Linked DNA regions of Danio rerio: region 1 is linked to region 2. The links are chromatin contacts, called in public Hi-C maps. All regions are on one chromosome and are shown on one strand. The core of a region is the stretch at or near the end of the contact, and the rest is flanking DNA. Distances in the headings are between cores, read along the strand shown.

Region 1 (3,318 bases), core at 670-3,169, 68 kb after region 2:
CAAAATATTTTTTTAGTGTAATACAAATAGTAATAAAATAATATTGTAATGACCTAGTCCACAGCGCTGATAGCCAGGTGCATTATGGGAAACTGGCTTAGAGTTGATTATATGTGTTTTACTAGCTATATAGATAGGCTGCTTTGTTATTAATGTTATGGTTGTTTATGTTTGATTGGGTTCTATGTTTTAAACTTAATATTTCCTAGTTTAATAAAATATTGGCCATCACCATCAATAATAGAAGTGTTAAAAGTAAGCCCTCCGATGGTATGGTCTTGTAAGGGCTGTTCATGTTCTGAGCTCAGAATAAAAAAAAAGTTAACTGACAGTGCTGCCTCCCACTTGCTTATTCTGTCAGATTGCTGACAACAGAAACACTCAGTGGTGTGGTGTGTATGGGACATGAGTGTTCTCCTCGCTAACATGCTGTTAAGCGTAAAGTTATAAGTAGGGCCAGACAGAATCTGCTGACATTTTTAGCTATTTCTGCACAGATTTTTGTTAAAAATCTGGGAATTTATACGGAATTATTTTGGGAGTATCATAACTAAAACTTAAATTTATGAAATAAAAAATAATACCTTTTTACTTTTTAGTGTTTACAATACAAATCCAATTAGATCCACATTATTTGGTAAAAAAGCCTTTCGTATAATATCTCTATTAAAAGACAGAAAATAATACTTTACGAACTTTATTGTAAATAAACTATATGAATATTTTCATATTAGTCAATATTATTACTGAAATTCATTTAAAAAAACTGAATAAATATAAATTTACAAACATTTACACAAGTAAATAAACTGAATCAATGATCAGCTAAAAATCTGCTGAAATCTGCAGAATTCTGCGCACGCAGATTCCGTGTGGGCCTAGTTATAAGCCATACACGCTAGCACCCTGCTAGCCGTTTAGATTCTTTAAACAGTTCACTTAGGTTTATTAGCTCCAATTGCCCATATACAGCAATTATTACAATATAATACCAAATAATATAACCCAAGCTTCTGTTAAAAAGCAAAAACATAAGGAAAACCAAATTGTCAAGCACAAGCACGGAACAGAAACTCAGAGATACAGATCACAGCATAACAAGTATATGGTGACTGAGCATCAGAGCCACAGTACTCATTTACATCAGGCTGACCCTGCAGAAACAAACAATCCCAGCACTGCTGTAAACAACAGCACATGAAACACTATCTGCAGTGAAACACAGCTTTAAACACAGCCTGTGTGTGTCTAACACTGAACAAACTGATACAGTATTACACATTCTGTCCAATCAGATTCAAAACACACGTCCAACTGAACACAATTCAAACACACACATACAGTAAAGTACAGTACAAGCATGCTTGCATCCCCCTTTGGGAATAAAGATGCAAAACCATCTGTTTAATATTTAGCCCTATCCAGCTTATTAGTGCAGCCATGTCTCTAAAAAAGAACAATGTAGAGCCTCACATGACATCAGGAAATCATGCTCAACTAATGATCCAGAACCTGCGATGTCTGTTAACATGGTTAAGCTTCATGAAACAGCATCAGCTGACTTCAAAACAACTCGTTCGTCTGAAAAATGGAAACAGGCATAAGATGACGCCTTAAGGATATTAAAACACAGAGAGGATACAGATAAGATACAGACAACCTCATATTGAATAAGACTGAAAGGAACATGCAGTGTTTCTCTCTCTCTCACTCATATTGCACATTCCCCACAAATGACCTCATGCAGAGGATCTATCAAACACGATAAGATTTCAGGGTGTGCAGCTCATAGTTATGTATTGTGATGAACAGTAAATCTTAACTACGAAGATGTCATACTGTAGGTGTTGTGCTGTTGACATTGTACTTCAACCGATTTAAAATAATATGGTGTATCCATGTATAATACCATAGTGAACACCTTGGCACCATAGTATATTTTACCATATACAGCGTAAAAAACAGTAAAAAAAATATAAAAATGAGTAAACCCTTTGTAACGTTTAACTTTGTAACTGTTAAGTTGACTTATATTTTACAATTATAAACATTTCTTCTTCAGATTAAGTTAAGCCAACCAATCACTTTAAAAAGCAGCAGGTTTACTCACTTTTTTAGGTAAAGTCAACTAATCGTTTTTTACAGTGTAGTACCATGTTTTGTCCATTTGTACCCTGGCAGTACCAGGATGTTGCCTAAAATGGCAAGGAGTACCGTGTACATGCAATGGCACCAAAAAATACCATACTGCCACAGTATTTTACATATATTACTATGGTTGTATCGAGGAACTTACTGTATCTGACTTGTCAGTTTCAGAGTATTCTTAAAAATACCACTGAGTAAAAACAGTATAACATGAATTTAGCACCTTAGAACAGGGATATTATGACATGGTGTGATTTAAATTTTTTACTATGATATTATTACAGTAAGTTTTTGCAATAGAAAGAAAACTAAACACCATGAAACGTGGTACTTAAAATGCAGTACTAATGGTGCCATGTCCAATGAATATTGAAGCACTGTGTCCATCACTTCCATACTGTACACATACTTTACTATTTGAGTACCAATTGTCAGAAATGAATAGATCTTCAGACAAAAATGTCAACAAAAATTACATTACAAATTACAAATGTAAAAAAATCAGGGTTCATACGGTCTTGGAAAACCTGGAAAATCTGCCAAGGCATTTTCCAGGCCTGGAAAAGTTTTGGAAAACAGAAAAGCCCACAAAGTTTTGGAAAAGTCATGGAAAACAGATATCTGTATACTTGAAAATAGGTTAGTTGTCTTGACTTCTATTCTATCCTTGGCCAATCACATACGCTCACAATATTAGTGCGGGGTAAGCATTATCTAAATAAATTTTACATAGATATAAATTAAAACTAAATAGATTGTTGCATGTTTTACAATATGTGAAAAATCATAGAAAAGTCATGAAATTTTAGTAGATAAAATGTGTATGAACCCTAAAAATTATAAATCAGGACACGTCATACCTAAACGTTTGTTGTTCTGTATTTTTAGAATTTTTTTTTTTTTTTTTTGTATAATAAGCTTTACATTATATCCCTAATTTGAGTTCAACTTGTTTAAAGAAAGGTAAGGTCATTTTATTTGTGTGTACTGTTTGCTCTAGAGAAAAAAAAAAAGTGTTTCATTTCTGAATATTTGAAAACTAATTTGAATAAACGTTTAAGTTAATATCTTTTCAGTTTCTTTTTATTAACTAACACTCACTGCATTTCAGCAGTAAGAAGCTCTGATACAGATTAGTGAGCTGAAGCCTGACTACAAAATTAAATCACA
Region 2 (3,338 bases), core at 491-2,990:
ATTTTTTCAAACATTTGAATTTACAAAAGAGCATGGTGTAGCTGTTCAAAAATATCATAGTGCTATTGAACTAGAAAAACAGATGTTTTCATATAATAAATTGCATTTAAATGAAATTAAAGTACATCAATTTAGCAATGTTTCAATAATTGTATTTTTTTTCTCCCATGCACATTAGGGACAAATACTAACAAAATCTCTTTAATAAATAATGCATTGCACAGCTGAACAATAAAAAAGTAAATATACTGAGCAGAGAGTCCAACTGAACGTTTTAGATAGCGAGTATTCTCGTGAATTTAGAGAACTTATGAGCAGACTGAGACACATCCAAGGTGAGAATTGCTTTTCACTGTACTCCAGCTTGACCAAGAGCTGTACAAGCTACTCTGGACAATATCAACTCAAGAATTATTTAATGTTTTTGTCTGTTAAAATAAATGTACCATTTAAAGAGCCAGTGTTGTGTAAAAAAAAAAAAACCTTTATTTAAAAAAAGTTAATAAATATGGGCATGAATGAGTTCATTTGTCCAAATAAAACAAACCAAATTAAAATTAAACGAAAGAATTCTGGTCAGAATAGCAAATGTAGAATCCTAGACTGTTCTTAGATTTGCCCAGAAATCCTAAAAACAAGATTTCTGTCAGAGGTTTGCTTAATGAGCACGAGTGGTGAACAGTGCCTGACGTTCTGTATAAAATCAATATCCATCCACTTTTATTCCACAGTGCAGTTGTCATGCCAAAAAAATGACAAATGGAATGAATTTATCTGTTCAAGTAAATCATCTGTAGCACACTGATCCACATGCTTTAATAATGGGTGTCACAATATAATCATGATGCTGTAAGTTGAATAATGCATGTGACTGATCCCTAACGGCCAATCACAGGTGTTCAGCCTCATTAAAAACATAAAACGACATTCACAATGCAGTTAATGCCCATCGTGTGATGCATTTCCAAGCCAAACAGAGCGTAATGAGGAAATATTGCAAGTCAGGACTGGGAGCATTCCAAATTGACATGACTGGCTTATGAGATTTTAGCATAGCAACATTTTTACCCTTGGCTTGACCAAAACTAGGTTGATTTTTAGGCAGGAAAAGTTAAGTTTAAAGACTTTTTGCACTGATGAATCATGCCCAATAAGACCAGAGACAATTACTAAATGTTTAAATATAGTATTTTTATATATTATTAAATATATAAAGTATTTTAGTATTTTAACATATATTTCTAAGCAACCAATGAAAATGCTCGCTCATTGGTTTGCCAAAGTAACACTTTTAAATCCACCTGGAATTAGTACTACTAGTCTAGAATGCTATGACATTTCCAGCATTTCATGATCAATTGAAAAATAATTTTGTCTTTAGTCTTGATGGACACCAGTTAAGTCTGTCAGGTTAACATTAAACACCAATAAATAATACAGCACAGACATTTCAACACCATCTAAAGCTTGAGCGGACAGTACACAGTGACAAAGACAAAGAGACAAGAAAACAAAGAGGGAGTAAATGGACAGGTATGAGGGAAATGGGGGAAGGATGAAGAAGGGAAAGAAAGAAAGAAAGAAAGAAAGAAAGAAAGAAAGATGGATAGAAACCATGGCCTGAAAGAGAAGGATGTGGAAGTGTGTAGGTAGATGGCATGAGTTCTCAGGGTTTACTGGGGTGAAACGGTCAGGAGTGATTCTGTGGGTGTCAACAGGGACCTCTGAGTGAACTTTATGCTATTACAGTATGTGCAACAGCACTTTTTAAAGGTGCAAAGGTAAACCTGAAGAGTGCAACTTTTTAGTTTACATAAAGAGCACAAATATTGATTGTTTTCAAACAAGTCTCTGAAAACTCCAATTGGTTGCTCAAGCTAAAAAGCCCCACCCAAAACTCACTTCACTGGCTGAGCTTGTTGCTATGTGGGATTCTAAAAATGTTTTGAGAACACTACAGCCTCAAAATATTTATTCTTGTAAAGGGAAATCCACTGACAAATGTGCATTAAGTGGGAATGACATTTAAAAAACACACACTTTAGCTTTCAAGGGGCTGAATGAGCAAAAAATAACATGGGAATCCACTGAAAGCTTCTAACAACAAATTCACTGCTAATTCCTTCGAGATTTTCCAATGTTTTTCAACATTTTTTAAATAAATATGTGAAAAAACCCTTTTATAAAAACATAAGAAAATCTTGAGGGAAAAAGTCCTTCGGGTTTTGACATCACGACTGCAGAACTCCATTGCCAGGATTAATCTCCTTAATTACAATACAGAATTTAAAATGCCATTGTGAACAAATATTACATAAATTTTTTTTTTTCATCTGTTTTTGTGGTTTCCTTGAATGACAGGTATAGCTGTAAGCAGCACAGTTGCAATGTTCTGGTAAAAGTCCAGCTGGGACAGTTGTTGGAAATTCACACACACACAGTCAAATCCTCAAGGGAAGGTCTGTATTGGTACATGACCTCGAACAAGCCCTTTCCTTAACTGCTCTTTCTTTCCCTTTCACACACACACTTTTAAAACTCAGTTTTGCTGCCCGGCAACAACAATAAAAAAAAAAGGCTGTCCCCATGCGTCCGTCCCCATCATGCCTGTGTGGTCACCTCAAAACCAGCTGACATACGCTATCCCACAAAAAAAAGAGAGAGAGAGAGAGAGAGAGAGAGAGAGAGAGAGAGAGAGAAAGAGACTCATCTCCCTCAGAGAACAAGCAACTCGAGTGCTAAAAACCGTATTAGCATCTTCTGCAAGTCTCTCTGGACCCATCAGAAGAGCTGATGTAAGTCGAGGGAAACATGGTGCCATCCCTAATAGACAGAGGCAGGTATCGCACACTGCTCTCTGCTGATTTTAACATGCACTGCAACTCATATGGACTGAAAAGACAGCAAACTGTAATAATAATAATAATAATAAAAATAAAGACTATTATAATTTAGACAAAAAGCAAATGTTGAGCTGGTGTACAGAGTAATAAAAGGTTCTGATGATACACAGGGGTTGTCAAATTTCAGTGGTCAATTCTATTACAAATAATTTGATGGCTCACTATCAGTTTGGACATTGTGATTTGATAGTTGGTAGAAATGAATACTAATATTCAGCGAGAAAGCATAATTTATTCAAAAATGACAGTATAATGGACATTTCTTTTGTTACAAAACATCTTTCAAAGAACTGTGGAAAAAATGGACTTGTGTGAAGAATGTGACACTGAAAACAGTCAAGGCCAAAATAGATGTTAAAAACTCATCTTTTTAATAAAATTTAATATACTAATATATTCCTCAATTATTTGCACAAAACTGGAACTTTTTCCAAC

Evidence for each region. Hi-C and Micro-C count contacts between places; a contact is called where the count stands out from the background.
Region 1: a contact with region 2 is called in a Hi-C map of embryo, with 1.6 times the contacts expected there. The contact joins two enhancer-like sites. A contact is called at or near these places in 2 of 18 Hi-C or Micro-C datasets (caudal fin and embryo).

Annotation. Positions count from the first base shown.
Region 1 is chr8:24,670,757-24,674,074 of GRCz12tu, forward strand. All of the region lies in intron 12 of magixa (MAGI family member, X-linked a), which reads right to left. Among named protein-coding and RNA genes, the nearest start is that of iqsec2a, 40 kb to the left of the region's middle. Within about 2 kb of position 1,920, at least 3 of the 62 cell types and tissues checked have an H3K27ac peak or open chromatin away from gene starts, as enhancers often do.
Region 2 is chr8:24,603,126-24,606,463 of GRCz12tu, forward strand. The region is part of intron 1 of iqsec2a (IQ motif and Sec7 domain ArfGEF 2a); the gene reads right to left. Among named protein-coding and RNA genes, the nearest start is that of iqsec2a, 28 kb to the right of the region's middle. Within about 2 kb of position 1,741, at least 3 of the 62 cell types and tissues checked have an H3K27ac peak or open chromatin away from gene starts, as enhancers often do.